4 separate regions of the Mus musculus genome follow, and all the other regions are linked to region 2. Evidence: chromatin contacts called from public Hi-C and HiChIP or PLAC-seq data. All regions are on one chromosome and are shown on one strand. The core of a region is the stretch at or near the end of the contact, and the rest is flanking DNA. Distances in the headings are between cores, read along the strand shown.

Region 1 (2,980 bases), core at 459-2,958, 2.5 Mb before region 2:
GGAAAGTCAGTGAGCAGACCCTGTCACTGCACTGTCCCTGCCTGTCTATCCACACAGGAGCTCCGAGAGTCCCACCCTAGAGACAAAATTAATTGCTAGTCCTAGCAATTCTGTACCTACTCCTGCTCTCATATCCAAATCTCCCCCAATTTTCTTTTTTGTTGTTGTTGCTATCTTGAGACAAGGTTTCTCTGTGTAACCTTGGTGACTTAGAACTCACTATGTAGACTAAGCTGGCTTTGAACTCAAGAAACCCACCTGACTCCCAAATGCTAGGATCAAAGGCATGTGTGACCACGTCAGGCTGAGGGACCCCATTTTGATAAGGGATTTTACCTGGGGCTGGGCTGCAGTGGTATTAAAAGTAAACAGCTCTCCAGTCCTACAGGGAAGAGAGGAACCCTACAATTACGCTCAGCACTTGGGAAGAAGGCAGAGGCTGTGAGGTCCCCTCTCTCTTACCCTCAATACCTGAGCACAAAATTGTCCACACGGTTGACTCGGAGCTGGTAAGTGGTATTGACGGGTGACAGGGTAGACACGTCCACATAGAAAAACTGGATCTCAGACTCATTCTTGGTGGGGGGCTGACACAGAGTTCGTTCCACTTTTTGGTAGAGGTACTTCCGCTGATATCTATGGTCCAAGACAGAGAAGAGTGTGACTAGTCCCAGCCAGCCTGAGTTCTTCCTATCAGGTCCCCATATTTCCCATTCCCTGGGCTGACAAAGTTACCCTCCTGCCACTGGGCTCAGGGAGAAGGGAGAAAAACAAAAAGGTTCCCCGGGTGAGGGTCCCTGAAAACCTGGCAAGGATGCCCCTCCCTACATCCCCAGGTCTTACTCACAGTCCTCGAAGGATTAGGGGCACCTGGAAGGACACAACAGCCTCCTTCTGGCGGACCACAAACAGCAAAGGCGCCCCTTTCTGCTTGTTCAGGACATTCACAGACACTCGCACACCCTCGGTCTGCAGAGAAGGAGGCATCCTCTTTCAAACTCAGCTCTCTGTTCCTCAGACACATGACTCTACAGACTGCAGGCTGAGCTCTGCCCTGTGCCGTCCATCCTGGCCAGCCAGGACACTGTCTGTGCTTCTCCTTGTGAGGGAACAGGCCAAGTTTCTAGAAATGACTGACACTGTCCGGTCCGAGGCTTGAAGAAGCTCGCTCTTGGAAGAACGGGTATACAGAGCAGCAGAACCCAGGCAACAGCAGGGATATGCAGCGGAGACCTTAGAAGGTTCCAGGATAGCCCACATGCACACACATGTTATAGACACGTGTCTACACACGTCCCTGTGCACACACTGTCACGGGAGATCAAGACGTGCCCTCAAGCCCTCAATCTTCTTCCTCATGAACTAGGAAAGCAGCAAGAAGCTCCGGTTCCACTGCTACTCTGGAGGCCAGAGCCCTGCAGGGAGGGGTGTAGGGAACTGTGTCGAAATACAAGTTGTCTCTCTAGTTCTGACCATGGGCCAAGCTCTGAAGTGACTTTCCATCTGAACCTTGATTCACCCTCTCTAAGAAAATAAAGAAATAACCCACCCTCTCTGCTGCGGACAAAGCTACACAGGACAGTGGGCGTTTAAAAGTGAAGAAATCACAACTGCAGACAACTAGTTACTAGGTTGCTGAAACCAAATCTAGGGGTAACGTTTCCCTGAGGGGTAGGTGCCACTTCCGGGATGATCCTGGAAATGGTACTCAAAAGGGGAGATCAGACTTCAAGGAAATGGATCCTGATGGTTGATCATGGCCTGCCAGAAACCAAACTCCTCTCCCTCCCAAAGAAAGCCTCAGGTGCCTCCTCCTCAACTCCAGTGCTTCCGAGTCAATCCAGATCGGGCCTTGGAGAATGAGCAAGAGAGCTAGGCAGGCCACACAGCCAGGCAGCAAGAATCTCCCAGGCTGTGCTCTGCCTGGGCCCAGCTCTGCCAGCCTTCTTTCTACTTTCACTACTGGGAAGAAATGAGTAAGAAGTCGGAGATAGTTCTGTCTTAGAAACAAACTCCCTTTTCTCTTGCCACTCAGCCTTCGAGGGCCTTATCTTGTCACCTTCAACTTACAAGGCCAGCTGGCTTTCTGAGGCAAGGAGGTCTGTCTCCTTCACCTCCCTGTGACCGAGCTCTTTCAATTCTAAGTTGGCCCCATCTGGAGTTGTCTGAGCCACGCAAGGCTGGGAGCCTGTTTTCCCCTCACCCCGACCTCACAGACTGAGAGCTAGATTGAGAGCCAGGTCACAGAGCAGACCAGACCGGTCCTGATCACAGCTGGTGGCAGGGAACTTCCCAAGCTGCCCCGCTGGAGCTGCCCGGGAATGCTGGTGGAAACCAGGTCTTGGCAGGGGGAGGGCGGCTCAAAGGCTGGCGGAGAGGAAAGGGGCAGCATCAAGTCCAGGCCGGGCGCCCACCCGCTCGGCCGCCCGTGGAGTCCCGCGCTCACCCGGTTGCGGGTCACGGTGTGGTTGAAGGTGTAGATGTTGACCAGCTCGCTGTTGACGTCGTCCGCGTAGGTGCGCTCAAACTCCGCGTCTTTCTGCGAGACGTTCTTGGGCCCCAGGGCCCCCAGGTGGCTCTCGACGGAGGCCACCAAGAGCACGCACAAGGGCAGACGCCAGGCGATCATGGCCCGGGACGGCGGGGATTGGCGACGGGACGGCGACCGGGCGCGTTGCGGCTGCCGCAGCAGCTTCCAGCATCTCACCGGGACCAGAACTTTAACCCCGGCCTCAGATAGGACGCGTCCCCTCCCTGGAGCCGCTCCTGGGCCTCGCGCGGATCCCGGCTCGCGAGGGCGGCACCGCGACCCGCTACCCCAGCCCGGCCCAGCCCGGCCCAGCCCGGCTGGAGACCCGGCGTCCGCTCGCGCCCGGAGAGCCGAGGCGGCGGTGGCCCTGGCCCGAAGGCTTCCCGGACGCGGGCCCTTTAAGGGCGGCGGACGCGGCGCAGAACTCGGAGCTACCAGGAGCTGCGCCGC
Region 2 (3,020 bases), core at 37-2,536:
CCTCCCGAAAAGTTTGATTCCGTTGAGCAGATTCATGGCATAGGGAACAGACACTTCATGTTTGAAGTTCACGAATGCAAACTGCTTCAGTTTGCCATCTTTATCTTTCGGGATTTTCACTTTTATTACCGGCCCAGCCTGCGAAGAAAAATATTCAGAACTTAAAACGAGGCAATTTCAGGAAGACATTTAAATTTCAGAAATAAATGGAAATGCAAGCCTGTCATGGTGGCACATGCCTGTATGGTCAGATGTCAGGAGATGCAGGCAGGAGGACCAGCTCTAAGTCAGCCTCGGAGTTCCAGGGCTACCAAGAAATACTATATGGCTCTCTGCCTCAAATACTATAAAGAAGAGAACACAAGTTTTAAACAAAAGGTACATAATCAAGACCTCATCAAAAACAAAATGTCCAGGCAGGGGCTGGACATCTACTTTCCTTTTAGGAAGAATAATTCTAGTTCCGACTGAAACCGAGATTTGGGGCAAGTTTTTTCGGACATTATTTGTAATATTGACAAAGAATGGGAAGTACAGTATAAAATCTCCATCTCACATGACTGTGTGATGTCCTAACAATGTAACCAACAGCTATCATTTTCCCACTGCATGGAAACGAACATTTACAAGGCAAAGTGGATTATTTTGATTACAAAAACCAAAAACAAAACAAACAAACAAAAAAAAAAAACCTTCCGCACCTATTACTCAAATATAACCAACTATTGAGTCTTAAAGCAAGAAGGTACAGGACTGGTAGATTTAAGCATGCCAGTCCTGCTTTCCTGCGTTATGTTTATGGAGTTTTTAAAACACTTTAACGTCTGCAATTTCACACGGAAGTTAAGCGGATAGACTCGGAAACACATCCTGCACGATGCGGCAAAGGCCAATGAACTCAAATGGGAAGGCACGGTACACAGGAAAGAGGAAAGCAAGTACTGAGGTTCCACCTCGGATCCCTGGACTTTTCCAAGGTGGAGACGCAGATGTCCCCATCATCCGACGTCACTTTCGGCCCGAACGCCGCGGAATTCCGGCTCGGCGCGCTCCGCTCCTTGGCCCGGCCTGTGAATGCCACAGCCGCCCTAGGACCGTGCCCGCCCCTTACCTGGTGGAACAGCTCGAAGAGGAGCTCCTCTGTCACCTTCGTCTCCAGGTTACCCACGAACAGAGTGCGGTCGGCCTCTGCGGCCGCCGCCCCCATCTCCGCGCTGTTCCAGTCCCAGGCCTAGGCTGCCTGCTCAGGGCCGACCGACCCTACTGCGCACCCTCAGAAACACTCACGTCCTCCCGTTCAGACGTCACGACGTAAAGGCCCGCCGTGCGCGAGCGCAGACGAGCTACGCACGCGCGCGGGACAAGCGCCCGTTTCCGGCGGCTGCTCCTTCCGCCGTTGCGTGAAAAATGGCTACTGGGGTTGGTAACGGTTGCGTCTGACGCGGGCTGGAGTGACCTGCGGCGCCGCCGAGGGCCCAGTTTGATCGACATACGTCTAGCAAACACTGCAGGCGGTGTTTGAAGATGGCCCAGAACTCGGTGTCGCTGTCCGCCGGCGATCAAGCCAACAGGATGGCCCACCGATCCTCCCAAGGAGATCTCAACCCGTCGGCCATGGCTTGGGCAATGGTCTCCGGAGATAGCTTCCTGGTTACTAGGCTGGATCCGAATCAGCCGGGACCTCGGCCACCAGCGCGACCCAGCGTTCGGGCCGACAGACGTCGAGTCCCTGTCGGTGGCCGCAGCCGGAGCCGAAGCCGCCAAGGCAGATTCTCGCCTTACCCGATCCCAGGCGTCAAGCTCGACCTCTTAAGAAGTGTGCTGCAGCAGCGTCTGGTTGCACTGGGAACTGCTCTCGCAACCCGAATCTCAGCGTAGAACGAATGCCTCCCCTCACTTAGCTTACAAACAAGGCCTCTCCAAAAATCATGTCTTGGTGTGACGGCAGTTTTATTCTTACGCATTTTCACCGATGTGGGCGGTTAATATAGGCTACCAAAGAAAAGTTTAGCCGGGCATAGTGACACACATTTTTAATCTCAAGACTCGGAAAGCAGGCTCTGAGTTACAGGCTAGCCGTTTGTTACATAGTCGAGGGGCTTAATATCCATCCATGTGGGGCCAAGAAGAGGCCAGGAGGGCTTTTCTTAAGTAGTCACAAAGCTAGGTGACTAGTTGTGAATGATGTAGAGTCTTATAGTGCAGACTTGCCGTGTATTAAGGATGGTCTTGAACTCCCCCTTGCCTGGGCCTCCCAGGTGCTGGTGTTTACAGGCGCGAGCCATACACCAGGCTTGAGTAAGCTGCTCAGTATGGAATCCAGCTGTGTCTGAGTTCTACAATCCTCCCTGATTCTCTGGGGCTTCTAATTTAAGCCTCTCTACCCGTGACTACCCTTGAATTCATGTTGAGGAAAAATGTCCTTTATCACATTGCCATTCCCCACCACCTAACTACACCCCCCTTCTGTTTTGTTTTGTTTTGTTTTAGAAATATCTATAGACTCCCAATCTTTGGGGGTGGAGTGTCTCATTTTGTACCTCTGACTATCTTGAAGTTGACAGACATGACTGCCTCTGCCTCCCAAGTGCTGGGATTAAAGGCATGCTCCACCAGGTCTGGTCAGACTCCAATTTTTTTTTTTTTTTAAAGATTTATTTATTATATGTGAGTACACAGTAGCTGACTTCAGACACACCAGAAGAGGGCACCAGATCCTATTACAGATGGTTGTGAGCCACCATGTGGTTGCTGGGAATTGAACTTAGGACCTTCAGAAGAGCAGTCAGTGCTCTTACTCACTGAGCCATCTCACCAGCCCCCAGACTCCAATCTTAAACATACTAAAAACAAGTACTTTTCCAAGTTAAGCCAAATGTACAGCATACTTTTCCAAAGACTTCAAATGAACATTTGCATGGGCCATATTATTTAATCAACTCCCAACTTTATTAGTGTGAATCTACTGTCACAAAATATGCTGGTGGGACCTAAGTCAATCACTGTCACTTGACATTTGT
Region 3 (3,096 bases), core at 389-2,888, 2.2 Mb before region 2:
CCCGCACCCCTCTCCTCTCCCATCCTCTGACTCCTTCCACGGCCTCTTACCCCTCCAGGCAAGAGGAACTCTCGCTAGAGAGCCATGTAAAAATAGATGTATTTCTGGATACTCAGCGAGCCTGAAAAACGGCTGAGGCAGAGTCTGCTCCGCTGACAGAAGATCTATGTGCCGAATTCCTCTTCAAAATCTATTTCTCCGGAGATTTATTTTTGCAGGGCTCTGGCGAGCCAGGGGAAGTTCACAGCACCAGGGCACTGCGCGGCCGCTGCTTCCCGCCTGCGCCGGACCTCCTTCCTGGTGACTGTTTCCTGGAGTGAGCAGTGATCGAATTAGGAGGCTGCTGATAGGCCCGGTCAGGAGCTGAAAAGTCAGGGCTGAAATGCAAGAGAGATTTGAATGGCAAAAAGGTCATTCTCTTGCCGTACCCTGGCGGGGTCGGAAGCCTGTGAGACACAGCACGACACCCATCCCTGCGGCTGGGAAAATAAGTGATGGCTATATTTATGTCTCCATCTAAATGCATGGATCAAAGCAGACACTTTAATCTATTCAACAACAGCCGGAGGATTAAAAAGTTGCAGGCAAATCACACTCTTAAATTGGTAATATATTTTTGCTTGTCACTTCACAAATCATTTTACAGAGTGACTCCAGGCCTGATGGGAGATCTGAGGACTTGAACTTAGCTCATGAATCTGGAGAGACTCAGCCCCCTCCCAGCTGTGGCAGGAATCACCTCGTTTGCTCGACTTTCCTGGGCTCCGGCTGCAGTGGATTAACGTGGGGGTCATCGGGCTCAGGGTCACCCTGACAAATCTCTCCTTTTTAAAAGACTTAATTTACTTTTAATTAATGTGTACTGCGTATCGGTGTGGGTTCACAATATGCATGCAGTTTCTAACGGAGGCCAGAAGAGGGCATCCGATTCTTTGAGGCGGGAGTTACAGGCATTTTCATGCGGGGGTGGGGGTGGGGGTGGGGGTGGGGGAGGGGCATGTGGTTATAGGGAATTGAACTCATGTCCTCTGGAAGAGCAGCAACCACTCAACTACTAAGCAATCTTTCTGTCCTTAGACAAGTGCATCTCAGTTCACCCCCGTTATGACAGAGAAGCTGGGCGACACCGTTGCCCTCTCTTTTACGGTCAGGAGACAAGACAGGTGGCTTGCCCAGGCCATCGTACGTAACATGTGGGAGTGGGTGCAAAGCCAGCGGTTTGGACTCTAAGAACAGCGGCACTAGTTCCAGCCCTTCTGCTGGAGCAGCTGGGAGAGAGCGCACGAATCCTTCTCTCTCCTCGAGAGCCCAGGCAGGGTAGCAGAGAGGAGCTAAGTCTCTTTGTCCCAGGTCCTTTGCTCCCCAGCTTCATCTGTCAAATGGGGGGTACTGAGGAGCCACCTCCTGGGGTGAGCGATGAGATGTCGAGGGAGCGTCTTAGCACACTCCTTGACACAAACTAAGAACTCAAATTTGCACTGAACTCTGAAACTCAAGGTGGAGGGAGAGGAGCTCACAGCAGGACTTCTGGCGGGTGGGGGAGGAGCTTAACCATTCCGTCAGAGAGTAAGTTACCCTCTTCAGCAGACTGGGCTGTGAGAAGAGTTGACCTACACAGCCTAGCTGCTTTTCTCCTTGCTCGGTCATGGGATCAGTTGATTGTGACGGCTACAAAAATACTGCACAAACGCAACTTAGGAAAGGAAGGGTGTGTTTTAGCTCAGGGTGCTAGGGGAGACAGTCCTTCCCTAGTGGGAAAGTCACACCAGCACGGACAGAAGAAGCCAACGTTCACGCTGTGTCTCTAGTTAAGAAGTAGAAAGAGATGAAAGCATGTGCTCACTCATGTTCTCCTTTTTATTCAATCCCAGAAAGCATATCACAGAATGGCCCCAGCCCATGGAAGGACCCCAGCCATGGAAGGACCCCAGCCCATGGAAGGACCCCAGCCATGGAAGGACCCCAGCCATGGAAGGACCCCAGCCATGGAAGGACCCCAGCCATGGAAGGACCCCAGCCCATGGAATGACTCCAGTCCATGGGAGGACCCCAGCCCATGGGAGGACCCCAGCCCATGGAAGGACCCCAGCCCATGGAATGACCCCAGCCCATGGAATGACCTCAGCCCATGGAAGGACCCCAGCCATGGAAGGACCCCAGCCCATGGAAGGACCCCAGCCCATGGAAGGACCCCAGCCATGGAAGGACCCCAGCCATGGAAGGACCCCAGCCCATGGAAGGACCCCAGCCCATGGAATGACTCCAGCCCATGGGAGGACCCCAGCCATGGGAGGACCCCAGCCAATGGAAGGACCCCAGCCCATGGAATGACCCCAGCCCATGGAATGACCCCAGCCCATGGAAGGACCTCAGGCCATGGAGTGACCCCAGCCCATGGAAGGAATGGTGTTGCCCACACTTAGGCTGGGTCTTCCAACTCCCTTAACCTAATGTAGATAATCCCTCACTGATGTGACCAGAGATTTGTTTCCATGGTGATTCTAAAGCCCATCGAGTAGACAATCAAGATTAGCCACCACAGTCTCTGAGGACAAGATGCCTGCATGCAGAAGTGTCTCTCCCTATGCCATCTAAGATGGCTGCCAGATAACTGTGAACTTAATTATAATGTCATCCCCACACTAAACGACATACTCCAGTGTCTTGACAGTTGACAATTGCTGTGATGACAACTAGAAAGAACCATCCAAGGAGCCAAAGGAGGTGGCCCCAGAATTCCTGGGAAAGCTCTATCCACTCCCAGAAGACACACACAATTCCCTCCATTACCAGCCTGTTGCTCACCCTCATTTTGTCTTACCTGGAGCTATAACTTCTGGATCCCCAGCATCTAGAGCAGTTGATTTTAGAGCATATTGCCTGCTTCTCCTGCTCTTGACCAAGAGTTAGTCTCCTTTGGTCTCATGCTTGGTCTTTTTTTTTTATGATAATTTTTTTAATTAGGTATTTTCCTCATTTACATTTCCAATGCTATCCCAAAAGTCCCCCATACCCCTCCCCCCACTCCCCTACCCACCCACTCCCACTTTTTGGCCCTGGTGTTCCCCTGTACTGGGGCATATAAAGTTTGCATGA
Region 4 (2,703 bases), core at 124-2,623, 2.3 Mb before region 2:
GTTTTGTTTTGTTTTGTTTTGTTTTGTTTTGTTTTGTTTTGAGACAGGGTTTCTCTATGTAGCCCTAGCTTCCTGGAACTCACTTTGTAGACTATGCTGTCCTTGAACTCACAAAGATCCACCAATCTCCACCTCGTGTGTGCTGGGATTAAAGGCATGTGCCATCACACCTGGCATAAATTAATTTTCTTAAACTCACTAAGCATGGCTGTGCTAGGAAGGAATGAGCTCGGGGAAGCTCGAGCCCTGTGGGGAGCCATGCAGTGCAGTGGGGCCCAGCAGAGGAGCACAGGTATCCAGCTGTCTTCAGTCCCATGAGACAAGCTAATCTGGACACATTTTAAAAAATGGATGGCAACACAGCAAATCAGACTGGGCACAATCGTGGTCTATTCTAATGGCTGTCATTTCACAAATGCTGTCTTGTGGATGGCAGTCAATGGGACAGTATGATGGATGCCCTCATCTAGTCCCTGGTGTGGTCCACTGAGGCTCCACACTGACCACAGCCTGGCATCTTGCCTGTGGATATCTGCTGCAATTGTATGTGTGGACACATGTGGAGTCTCAGTAGGAGACCTCAAAAAACTCACTTTCCACAGCAGTGTCTGTCACCTTCTGTGGGGGGGGGGGGGGTGGGAAGAGAGAGAGAGGGAGAGAGGGAGAGAGAGAGGGAGAGAGAGAGAGGAGTCACTCTGCATGGCTCTTGCATATGGCTGAGAACAGTGGGGCAGCAATCAAGCCTTAGCCAGCCCTGCTCTCTCACTGTTGCCTCTAGCCCACTTGGTGACCCTCTGAGGGAAAGGGTGGCTCTCCCTCTGCCACTGTCAGGAGAGGATCAGGTTCTCTCCTTCCTTCCTGTGCTGATGCACACAGAAAATCATTGTCATTAATTTCAGCCCTTACTCTGGGCTAAGCTCCCTGCAGCCATCTCACAAGTACCACCTAATTTAATGTAACAAACTACACATTGTTCAAAAGAGAAACTTGAAGCTTCATGATAACTGGACGGAGGTGAGCCAGCTTGACAGTCATGAGATACAAAGCCCACTATGATTAACTCCTTTGATCCTGGGTTCTGATCCTCTCCTGACCAAGGGTATCACAGACACCTCAACTGAGGCTCACTGTCTGCTGCAGCCCTATGCCATCTCTGGGCCTGGTACCATCTCTGTAGCTGATGTTCTGAGACAAAGTTCAGGTTGGTGGCAGCTGTCAGACTGGTGGCTGTCTCACTGGGGTGGAAAGAGGAGACCTGGACCTTGTTCTCTCAGACTGGCACAGACCCAGGGCTGCCAACCGGGCCTCTGGGGCCTCAGTTCTGTTCAGGGACTCCCCTAGACTCCCAGGCTCATTCCTCCTGAAGTTTCTGGCTATCCTTCCCAGCCTCTTGGACAGGGTGGAGCCAACTCAAGAAGACTGCTTCCCTCTGCTGCCTGTGTGCTGTCAGCTTCCACGTTGTCTTAGGGCCACTAAAGTCCAAGAGGCCTCCTGGGAGTGTGTCACCTTCCAACGTGGAGTCACACTGGGGAGGAGGCGGGGAGAGAGGGCTGGAGGGGCTTTAAATGAGTGGCTGGCCTTGCCTGCAGTCAATCTGCACAGGGACACAGGTACACCGTTTCTTCTGACTCCGGGAAACATCCAGTGTAGCCGAAACTGTCCCAGCCCAGTGAGGAGCCCAGGATGTTCCTGAAGGCTGCGGTGCTGACCCTGGCCCTGGTGGCCATCACCGGTGAGTAGACACTGCACCTGGGAGGCAGCAAGAAAAGCCAGCTCTAGAACTGGCGGACAGCTCGGGGTGGCCTTGTATTTGCCCAGCAGCTCATAGGAGAACAGGCCTTTGTTCTCCCTGGCACTTGTGCTCCCTGGGTTATCCCAGGGATGGGGCAATGGTTTGGGTTATCCAAACTCCAACATTATCCAGCTCAGAGCTGAGGCAGAGGGGCCAGGAGAGAGATGATCCTCATAAAGTTGCCTTCTGCTCTCTCTCTGCCCAGGCACCCGGGCTGAGGTCACTTCGGACCAGGTGGCCAATGTGGTGTGGGATTACTTTACCCAGCTAAGCAACAATGCCAAGGAGGCTGTAGAACAGTTTCAGAAGACGGATGTCACTCAGCAGCTCAGGTAAGTGCGATCAGTCTACAAGGCGAGGCTTGAAGCCCATAGCTGACCTCAGAGGTGGGACACTGGCTCCTGGAGTTCTTCTGTTCTCACTAAAGGAGTCTTGCCTCCCTGGACCTAGATTGTCCCTGTAAACAGGAAAGCTGGACCCAGGGATCCATCCCTATAGTTCCTTCCTATCTGCATGTGCTAGAGTTTGGTAAATAGCCAAATCCCATCACAAACTCTTAGCAGGAAGAGGAAAGAGACGTGTCCTGTAAGGACATGAGGTTCTGGGCAAACAGGGGAAGGAGGGCTGGTATTTTGGGGGACCCACTGAGCACATGCAAGGACATCAGACCCTGTGCCACTGGAAGACATGTGTTGCACAATGTGACCCTGGGAGGGGAGTGATGCCAAAGTCCAGCCCCATTCTTTATCCACAGGTAAGGAAAGCAAACTTCTCAAGTCACATGGTGGGCAGATAAGGATGCAGAGGCTCAGCAGAAGCCTTGCAGATAAAACTCCAAAGTCAAACTAATCCTAGGAGATTTCCTGAAAGCATGACCTACCCCAGGGGAGGGTCAAAGGGACAAGACGGAG

Evidence for each region. Hi-C and Micro-C count contacts between places; a contact is called where the count stands out from the background. HiChIP or PLAC-seq counts read pairs in DNA pulled down with a chosen protein or histone mark.
Region 1: a Hi-C map of B cells shows a contact between it and region 2, with 5 read pairs. The contact joins the promoter of A830035O19Rik here to the promoter of Rbm7 in region 2. A contact is called at or near these places in 3 of 39 promoter capture datasets (hippocampal neurons, liver and pre-B cells), 1 of 484 Hi-C or Micro-C datasets (B cells) and 1 of 9 other capture datasets (liver).
Region 3: an H3K4me3 HiChIP or PLAC-seq map of embryonic forebrain shows a contact between it and region 2, with 8 times the contacts expected there. The contact joins the promoter of 4930448E22Rik here to the promoter of Rbm7 in region 2. A contact is called at or near these places in 6 of 39 promoter capture datasets (the 3T3-L1 cell line, cranial neural crest, hippocampal neurons and 1 more) and 5 of 115 datasets of contacts at active chromatin or transcription factors (astrocytes, embryonic forebrain, embryonic stem cells and 2 more).
Region 4: an H3K4me3 HiChIP or PLAC-seq map of forebrain shows a contact between it and region 2, with 8 times the contacts expected there. The contact joins the promoter of Apoa4 here to the promoter of Rbm7 in region 2. A contact is called at or near these places in 1 of 39 promoter capture datasets (hippocampal neurons) and 2 of 115 datasets of contacts at active chromatin or transcription factors (astrocytes and forebrain).

Annotation. Positions count from the first base shown.
Region 1 is chr9:45,952,278-45,955,257 of GRCm38.p6, forward strand. It overlaps A830035O19Rik (RIKEN cDNA A830035O19 gene), which reads left to right and starts at 1,709. Exons shown (of 1, transcript NR_152206.1): 1 at 1,709-2,980. Sidt2 (SID1 transmembrane family, member 2) reads right to left here and starts at 2,972. Exons shown (of 26, transcript NM_172257.4): 1 at 2,447-2,972; 2 at 848-969; 3 at 472-636; 4 at 337-382. The coding sequence starts at 2,629.
Region 2 is chr9:48,494,044-48,497,063 of GRCm38.p6, forward strand. Rbm7 (RNA binding motif protein 7) reads right to left here and starts at 1,287. Exons shown (of 5, transcript NM_144948.5): 1 at 1,112-1,287; 2 at 1-138. The coding sequence starts at 1,207. It overlaps Gm5617 (predicted gene 5617), which reads left to right and starts at 1,300. Exons shown (of 1, transcript NM_001004191.3): 1 at 1,300-1,932. The coding sequence starts at 1,525. The coding sequence ends at 1,878.
Region 3 is chr9:46,329,155-46,332,250 of GRCm38.p6, forward strand. 4930448E22Rik (a long non-coding RNA gene) reads right to left here and starts at 1,639. Exons shown (of 4, transcript XR_379345.4): 1 at 1,576-1,639; 2 at 1-377. It overlaps Gm39329 (a long non-coding RNA gene), which reads left to right. Exons shown (of 2, transcript XR_870704.3): 1 at 1-605; 2 at 1,872-2,481.
Region 4 is chr9:46,239,471-46,242,173 of GRCm38.p6, forward strand. Apoa4 (apolipoprotein A-IV) reads left to right here and starts at 1,374. Exons shown (of 3, transcript NM_007468.2): 1 at 1,374-1,732; 2 at 1,998-2,124. The coding sequence starts at 1,684.